Linked DNA regions of Triticum aestivum: region 2 is linked to region 1. Evidence: chromatin contacts called from public Hi-C data. All regions are on one chromosome and are shown on one strand. The core of a region is the stretch at or near the end of the contact, and the rest is flanking DNA. Distances in the headings are between cores, read along the strand shown.

Region 1 (4,674 bases), core at 2,039-4,538:
TCTATATACATCCGATTCAGAAAAAAAGTTAAAACGTCTCATACCTCCTTCGTTCCAAAATAAGTGATGTGGTTTTAGTTTCTAAGATAACTATCATTGGTTTCAGTTTAAATTTCAACTAAATTCATGGCACCTGTTTTGGAACCAAGGGGGTAGTATTGAGCAGCTGAAACGGGTTGCAAAAAAAAAAGCAAAACATCTGGAATGGGAGGCCTGTACGAACATCGAGGATGATGCGGCCGGGCGGCGCACGTGGTACAGTCTGTCCAAGATGCTGTACCAACCTTCATAAATCAACCTCCAGTGGAGTGGAGTAGGAGTAGCAGCAGTATCTAGATCCTGACAAGAACATTCTCAGTTATTATTGTTCGACATTGAATGAACGCCATTGAATCCACGGAGCATTCGATGCCGAACCTGCTGCGCTGTTGCAGGAAGTGGACACGAGAGAGAGAGAGCCGGTGTGATGCTGACACGCATCATCTTCGTCTCTGTTCTGCATGAGCCCGCTATCTGTATTTGCCCTTCAGAATGTTCAGAAACACCGGAGAGAAATGCTCTTGACAGTAAATCAGAGACCAAGATAATGCCTGGGCCTCAGGAAAATATGCCTCCGTGCATCCATGTCAACATGAAAGAAGAAGAACTGAAATCTGCAAATTCGTCAACGCAAGATCCAACAGATGCCGGTCTGTTCTTGTTCAAGATCACAATCGGCAGCACCATCGTCTTGCTCAAGGGATTAAAGTATAACAGAGATAAGTTGAAAAATACTGAAGGAATAAAACCACTTGAGGCGTATATATCAAGGTCAGTAATACAGCAAAATGAAGCAGAAGAAAAGAAAATCGATCGAACATGACAAATACATGCTCCATAGTTCAGTCGACAGAACCAATAACAATACACTGCCTGTAACCAGCATGAATCAATCTCTTAATTTCTCATGTAACCAAAAATAAAGATTGGCCCCTCCTATGGACGGACCCCTCACTGTCTGTGGTGAATGGCAAATCCCCAGCAATTGCTAAAAGAGACAACAAATGTACATACAACAACACAACAGCAGGCATATCTCATTGACCTCCTCATCACCACCACTCTGCTATGCTACTACTGGACTGGAGTAAAACTTACCACCACAGGGTCGGTCAGGGCAGGATGCTGGTCCAGATACCTCAAGTACACAGACCAGCAATCAAAATCTTCTTGAAGATGAGCACAGAGTTGCATTCATACAGATCAGAGCAGAGCATAGCAGACTTACACCACGCCTGGAGATTCTTCTTGCAGTACTACCCATTAATTATGTCTCTGGTAACCATGAATGGATTTGAATTGATCCATTCTGAGTGAGGTTTCTGTATCAGGAAGAGCTCCAATGGCGATGGGCGCGGATGCTATTGCTGCTGCTTGTGGTTGTGGGTGGGGAAGCCGTCGACGAGCTCCACGGGGTAGCGGTCGATGCAGTCGTCCCAGGGGGTGCTGGGCGACGGCTTGACGTTGCGCAGGGCGTGCCACACCGCGCTGTTGCACTTGAACCCGCTGCCGAAGGCGATCTGCCAGATGCGGTCGCCGCGCCGGACGCGGCCCTTGGCCTCCATGTAGGCCAGCTCGTACCAGATGGAGCTGCTGGAGGTGTTGCCGAACCGGTGCAGGGTCATCCGGGACGCCTCCACGTGCACCGGCTGCAGCTGCAGGTTCTTCTCCAGCTCGTCGATCACCGCGCGCCCGCCGGCGTGGATGCAGAAGTGCTCGAACGCCAGCTTGAAGTCCGGGATGTAGGGCTTCACCTTGGCGTTGAAGAGCTTCTTGGACACCAGCGTGGCGAAGAAGAGCAGCTGCTCGCTGAAGGGGAGCACGAGCGGCCCCAGCGTGGTGATGTTGGTCTTGAGCGCCCCGCCGGCGATCGCCATCAGGTCCTTGGAGAGCGAGACGCCCGTCTTGCCCTCGCCGTCCTGCTCCTGGTACACGCAGTTGAAGGCCTTGTCGTCGGCGCCCTTGTGCGTGCGCACCACGTGCTTGAGGCTGTACTTGGCGCGGCGGCGGTCGGCGCCGCGGTTGGAGAGGAGCACCGCGGAGCAGCCGACGCGGAAGAGGCAGTTGGGGATGAGCATCGACTTGCGGTTGCCGAAGTACCAGTTCTGCGTGATGTTCTCCGTGCTCACCACCACGGCGTAGGTGCCGCGGTGCACCTGGAGCATGTCCCGGGCGAGGTCGATGGCGATGACGCCGGCGCTGCAGCCCATCCCGCCGAGGTTGAAGCTCCGGACGTTGCCCCTGAGCTTGTACCGGTTGACGATCATGGCGGAGAGCGAGGGCGTCGGGTTGAAGAGGCTGCAGTTGACGACGAGGATGCCGACGTCCTTGGGCTTGACGCCGGTGGCGGCGAAGAGGCTGTCGAGCGCGCCGAACATGACGGACTCGGCCTCGGCGCGGGCGTTGGCCATGGTGGGCTCGGGCGGGATGGCGTGCATGCCCTCGGGGCAGTAGGTCTCCTCGCTGAGCCCCGAGCGCTCGAGGATCTTGCGCTGGAACTCGAGGGCGTCGTTGGAGAAGCCGCAGAGCGCCGAGTGGCGGAGGAACTCCTGGAAGCCGACCTTGAGGTGGTCGGGCGCCTTGTAGCAGGCGAAGTCGACGAGGTAGACGGGGCGGGGGCGGGTGAGCACGTACACGGTGGCGCCGAAGACGAGGACGGCGGAGAGGACGAGCACGGAGACGAGGTTGTACTGGAGGTGCAGCCAGAGCTGGCGGAGGTCGTCGGGGTCGGTGCGGCCGGCCTCGAGGACGATGACGGCCATGAGCGGCAGCAGCAGCAGCGTGATGAGGTGGGTGATGAGGTAGTGGTACCCCAGCTTCACGTACTTGAGGTTCACGCTCTGGAGGAAGTCCGGCAGCCGCCGGTGGCTCGGCGTGGTCGCCGCCGTCTCCGCCTCCGTCGCGGCCGCGGCCGGCGGCGGAGCGATGCCACCGTTCATCGCCCCCCTCCCCGGATCGCGCGCGCGGCTAGATCTGGATGCGGAATCTGGACTGGGCAGTCAAAGGTGGATGGATGGGTGGATGCCGATGCGTGGACCTCGTGCGGGGGGGAGGCGTTACTGGTGGTGCTCGACGACGCGCGCGTGCTGGGGCGGGGGCGGGAGGAGAGCGACGGTGGCCGGCGGGAGGGAGGCGGCGCGGTGGTGCGGGAACGGTCGGTGCCGGCCGGTGGGGGGAGCGAATCCGGCGGCGGCGGAGCAGGAGGCGGAGGCCGTTGTTGGCAGGGTGGGAGGGGATAAATAATCGGCGAGGTGGGAGGAGACTCCAGAGGAGGGTTTTTTGGCTCTGTTCCATTTTGCAGGGTCGCCCTCGAAGAATGTGACATTTTAGGAGTACTCTTGTTTTTTTGGAAGCTGGCATTTCGGTTACTGATTTTCTGGCTTTTCCTTTAGTAAAAAAATCATTATACACTAGTACTTTTATCCGCCATGCATAATTGGCTTTTATTTGAAACTATTTTTTTTTTGAACGATTAAGAATGCATTTGCTAATGTTTTTATCTGACTTTTTCTTAATTCTTTTGCCATTTCTCATACAGCTGGCTCATAATTATCCCTAGGTGTGATTTGAAGATGAGGTTCCTGCGAAGAAAAATTAGGTAAGAAAGCGCTATTTTTCCGAAAATACGTTTTGGAGGGCGAGCTCCAATGAAGTCGGTTTTTGAAAAAATTGAAATTCGTTCAAATTCTTATTCTTACGTTTCAAAAAATTCTGAAAAAAATAGATATACATGGTGGCATAATGCACAAGTGTGTAAATTTTCAGGACGAAATTCTGAATTTTCCAGAAAAGACGGCCTCCATGGAGGCCGAGAGCCAAAACGCCTCACTCCTAATTTCCCGTTTCACTGAGCTATATCCTTTGAGAAAAGACTATACAACTGCTTCTTAGGCTCATTAACTTGCGTAGAACTTGGTTGGCTTAACCGCAACGACAAAGAGAGATAACGGAAGGTTGAAGGTGGAAGAAGAGAAGAACCGGCGGACAGGGACACGCACGGCGGCCGGGCCGGCCCAGGACGTGCGCGGGAATATGCGTGGCGAGCAGGACGTGCGCGCAAAGGGCGGCAGGCACAAAACAATGGCAGAAAATGAAAAGCGAATCTGAAGGCGGAGTGCAAAAGGAGCGAGAGTAGAGGCCCCGGCAGCCTGCTCGGCGCCCACCGCCCAGGCAGGCTAGGCCACGCTAGGCTGGCCCCTCGTGCCCGTGCGCACTTCGGTAAAAAAAAAATATCATCTGTTTCGCGGTCGTCCCGACCTCCGTGGATTGGTGGATGCACGCGATCGCGGCGAGAAGCGTGCGGGCGGGCGGGCGACGTGCGGCGGTGCGTGCTCCAGTCCGTGGTGACCGACGCCACGGAGGCGACGGACGCGCCGACGGCGGCAACCGGCAAGGGCAACAAGCTGGGCGTTGTTTTGTTTGGCGGTCACAGGAGCACACGGTGTTGACGATTGAGCTATGGCTCGCTCGTCACCTGTCGCCGTACCGCTGGGGCACGGCCTGCGTTGGAGCCGGTCTGGAGGTTTCGCTCCGAGGAGAAAAGTTGCACCCGTCGCTGGTCAGGTCGGCCGCGGGCGTACGTAGACCGCCGCGCTCCGCTCGTCTGAGCAAAGGGAGGAAGGAAGAGAGGAAAAC
Region 2 (4,401 bases), core at 1,780-4,279, 55 kb before region 1:
GCTTCTCTGCATGGAGCTTGAGTATATATACTGGATCAATTCATCCCCAGGCTGAAATTTCACGGGTTTCTCTCGCGAATAGGAGCGCTCATTGTTTGTCGGTAAAAAAGACGTGGCGATCGATTGAGGGAGTCTCGGCTCCGCTCGTGAAGTCGTCGTTGCGCGCGCGCGCACACACACACGGATGGTAAAACCAGCGACGCCAAAATCAAGGAGGGAGTGAATCTTCTGTCGTCGTCGTCGACCGGTCATTGCGCGTGCCTTCCCGCAGTTTCCGTGTGGTGAAGCCGATCCATCCATGCCCGTTTCAATCAGTTTTTCCTTGTAGTATCCATCAGCGGCAGTCGTCTACGTCGCGGCCGACCTGACCTGAGCGCTGAGCTGAGCCGGGACCGGACACCCGGTGGCGTCAACGGCCGGGCCTATGCAACGAGGCCCGGCCTGGCGGCGACGGTTGACATGACAGGCAAGGCTCTCTCGTCCCTCTCACCGGTCACCACGTCACTGTTCGCTAGAGAACTCGCCGCCACGCCTTTGCGCGGTGACCATGACGTTGCTCGCCGCGTGGTCGTGTCCGGATCGCGGTGACGTATTCTCGCCGGTCATCACGCACCGCCGCGCACGTCGCCCGCTTCTAGTCGCCTCCGTCCGTCCGTGCTGTCGCGGGCTTGATAATTTGGACGGGTGCCGACCGACGGGACCTTTTCTTGCTCCTATTTGCCTTTGCTTATGATTGTGCGTGCCTCTCTTTGCACGCACCGGCCGACCGCGCATTTCCTGGTGAGACCAGAGAAGAGATTATCGCACCTGGGGGCTGGCCTCCTCGTGTCCCTATGCGTCTCCATGTCCAACGCTTTGGCTTTCTTTCTTGACCAAAACAAGGGCATTGGCTTCTTTTGGTTAGCTGTGGTTTATACACCTGGAAATGCTGTCATTACATTTGCCTCGCACACTACAATTCCATTTTCTACGGAGGGAACTATGCACAAAATACAAATTTGCTATGAGTTGCCGGCGTCAAACTAACTGACAGTCGCATATTTCTATATTTTGTGTAGTAAGCTAGTAATTGCGTCTTGTTGACCGCAAGGCCAAGTTGGATGTAGGATCGCAGATTAACGATTTTTCAGTGCCCCGTAGCTTAACTAGATTTTTTTTAATAAAACATGGATGACCGCAGCCTCTGTTGAAATATTAGGCAAGTTCATGATTAATTCCAGTAAATAATTCATGACTAGAAGAGATACTAGCATGCAATAATCTAGCAAACTAGAAGAACAACAAGACATGCATAACAGCAGCAAACACGTAACAATAGTTGTAGAAACAGACATGAACAGAGGATGTTGGACGTACTGATCGTTAGCTATTATGGGTGCGACAGTGTTGATGATGATGTTGGCGACGATCTGCTGCTGACGGCGATGAATACGACGATGAGTAGCACCGCCCGACTTGGACGGAAGACGACCCGTGATGACGAATTTGAGCAGTCGCGCACAGCGCTTCCCAAAAACCTAATTCGTCCTCTCCCGGTGCAGGATCGCAAAGACGAACGGTTCCGGAGACCTGCTCTCCCACGCGCCGATGCACGCCGGCGTTTGGGATGGAGTAGACTACGATGGCGGCGCAAGTTGTGAGATGAGGCAAAACCCTAGGTGTTTTTCGGTGTGTCTCTGGCCGCAGCCGGTAGCTGTATATATATTAGGACCAGAGGCGGTATTGTGTCGCGATCACAATCCCAAACCGACTCGGTTTCTAATTCGTATACTTACCGGACAAGAAATCAAAAACTTGTCCGCCAAGACATAAAAATAAAACGGCAAAAGGAAGCTGCGCTCCTGCAAGGAGACGGACCGGATTTCGGTGGACCATTCACGCGCATGTCGCATGTACGCCAGGCCAGGCCAGGCGAGCGAGCGCGCGCGTGTGGTTTTCCCTTTCTCTTCTCACACACCACTTAGAGTGATGGAGAGAACCCACTATATAAAGAGGTCCAACTCTTCTTCAACTTCCAAGGTGGGACTAAACTTAGCACCACCACTTGCCATTTTACACGTGGGCTTTGAGATTTCAGAAATTGCTATGAGCCTAGCCCATTAATTCTAACAGCCTCTGCATCTGAACTATGCATGCAGCAATTATTAATTATTTGTAAGGTCTTACAAAGTAATACATCAGGTAGTCTGAAGCCACCATCCTAGCAACATCTGTTGCTACTCCAATTCACTTGATGAAGAGGTGCTGATAGTCAGAGCCTAATATCAAACAAACATCACATCAAAGCCTAATATCTAAAGCCAGAGGCTCCAACCAAGCCGTATTGCTGGGGTACACACCGGTCCGACGCACCCGCAGAGGCCGTCGCAGTCGTCTTCCACCAATCCATCTCCAGAGCCGACACTGATGCATCGACCTTGCCAGGTCTGCCGTCGACGCCACCACGACGCCATTCGCAATGTTCCGTTTGTGCGGCCTGAAGGCTACTACTAGTTCTTTGACTGTGAGAATAAATTCCAGCAGAAACAGAAACTTGTGAGAGGAGAGTGAAATCCGTGAGAGGGTATGCGAACGAATAGTTGTACGGCAGTTCTAGAAACGGTTTGGCTGAACCGCAATGATTATCGTGTTGGTTGCCCAGCTCGTGAGACTCCGTGTCTCCGTCCCGTGACGGGCCGACGGCTCACGCACACGCACACACGGGCGAGCAGCAGCAAAACCACCACAGCCGCTCCTCTCCTCCTCGCCACGCGAAACACGAAACACACATAGGAGTGAGTGAGAGAATCTTTCGTCGCCGTCGTCCATCGGTCAGCTCTGGTCTTGTCGTGGTTGCCCGAGGGAGCGCGAGCAGCCCACTCACGGGAGGCGCCGGCCGTCGTGCCTTTCCTCGGTCCTCGTCAGCATGCCCGCGTGCAGGTCCAACTTGCCGGGCGAGCCTGAATTTTATTTCCCTGGATCATCACAACAGTCGTCGACGTCGCGGCCGACCTGACCCCGACACGAGCCGAGCCGTGTTCAGCGCTTCTTTGCCTTTCTCCTCCAAACGAAACCTCCAGACAGACCGTCCCGTCCACGGCCTGACTCCAGCGATGCGGCGGCGACCGCGACAGGTGACGCCGTCCAACTTTGCGACTACTGACTGAAACCCCGTTGTCGCATCCGGCCTCTTATTAAACTTTTTTAGTGGGTCTCAGTAGTACTGCATGCCGAAAACATTGATATTGCCCGTTTAAACTTTGGGAAAATTATTCTGCCCAAAAGTAAGGAGGCTAGTCGTATTCAACAATACACATCGATTTGCCTTCTAAATGTCAGCTTTAAGATGTTCACAAAAGACTTTGAAAAAGCATATGACGAAGTCAAATTGTCTTTTCTTTTGCAAACTTTGCGCATGAAGGGTTTTTTGCTAAAATGGTGTCGATGGATAGAGAGTTTTGTTTCTGGAGGTAGTGTGGCTATCAAAGTCAACGATGATGTTGACAACTACTTTCAGACTAGGAAGGGGCTTCGTCAAGGCGACCCTGTATCCCCTATTTCGTTCAACATTGTAGCTGATATGTTAGCTACCCTTGTTGAGAGGGCTAATGTGGCCAGTCAAATTAGTGGCATGATTCCTCATTTGGTAGAAGAAGGACTGTCTATTCTACAATACGCGAATGACACTATATTTTTTCTAGATCATGACCTAGATAAAGTAAGAAACCTCAAATTACTTTTATGTGCATTTTAGGTGCTCTCTGGTCTCAAAATTAACTTCCACAAGAGCGAGCTTTTCTGCTTCAGCGACGCTGCAGAGTCCGCATCTGAGTATGCTGGCATTTTCGGCTGTCAGCTTAGCCAGTTCTCGATTAGGTATCTAGGTATTCCTATTCACTATTGGTGTTTAACTATCGCTGAGTGGAGGCACGTGGAAGAAAGACTTGAGAAACGCCTAGCCAGCTGGAAGGCCAAACTCTTGTCGTATGTGGGACGGTTGAATCTGATCAATTCCGTCCTCAACAACATGGTTCTGTACATGTTGTCATTCTTTCACTTACCCAAAGGGGTACAGCGTCTCGATTATTTTAGATCCATATTTTTTTTTCGCAGTGTGATAATGAATCCAAGAAATATCGGCTAGCTAGGTGGAGTATATTATGCCGTCCTAAAAATCAAGGGGGCCTTGGAATTCAGGATCTTGAGATTAAAGACACCGCTCTCCTGGGTAAATGGGTATACAAACTACTCACGAGAATGGAGTGCGGCAGGAAATCATTCGTAACAAGTACGGGGGATCTAAAGCCATTTCTCAAGTTCTTTGGAAACCCGGTGATTCACATTTTTGAAGTGGCGTGATGAAGGCCAAGGAATTTCTTTTCTAATTTGGTACTTTCTCGGTTAGGGATGGTTCTCGGGTTC

The links. Hi-C and Micro-C count contacts between places; a contact is called where the count stands out from the background.
Region 2: a Hi-C map of leaf shows a contact between it and region 1, with 3 times the contacts expected there. The contact joins the enhancer-like site here to the promoter of LOC123183181 in region 1. A contact is called at or near these places in 3 of 5 Hi-C or Micro-C datasets (leaf and root).

The regions. Positions count from the first base shown.
Region 1 is chr1D:477,015,349-477,020,022 of IWGSC CS RefSeq v2.1, reverse strand. It overlaps LOC123183181 (3-ketoacyl-CoA synthase 4), which reads right to left and starts at 3,288. Exons shown (of 1, transcript XM_044595928.1): 1 at 829-3,288. The coding sequence starts at 2,978. The coding sequence ends at 1,401.
Region 2 is chr1D:477,070,854-477,075,254 of IWGSC CS RefSeq v2.1, reverse strand. No RefSeq gene overlaps it. Among protein-coding and RNA genes, the nearest start is that of LOC123177012, 12 kb to the left of the region's middle. Within about 2 kb of position 3,029, at least 1 of the 8 cell types and tissues checked has an H3K27ac peak or open chromatin away from gene starts, as enhancers often do. A contact at or near this core is called in leaf, where this site is marked.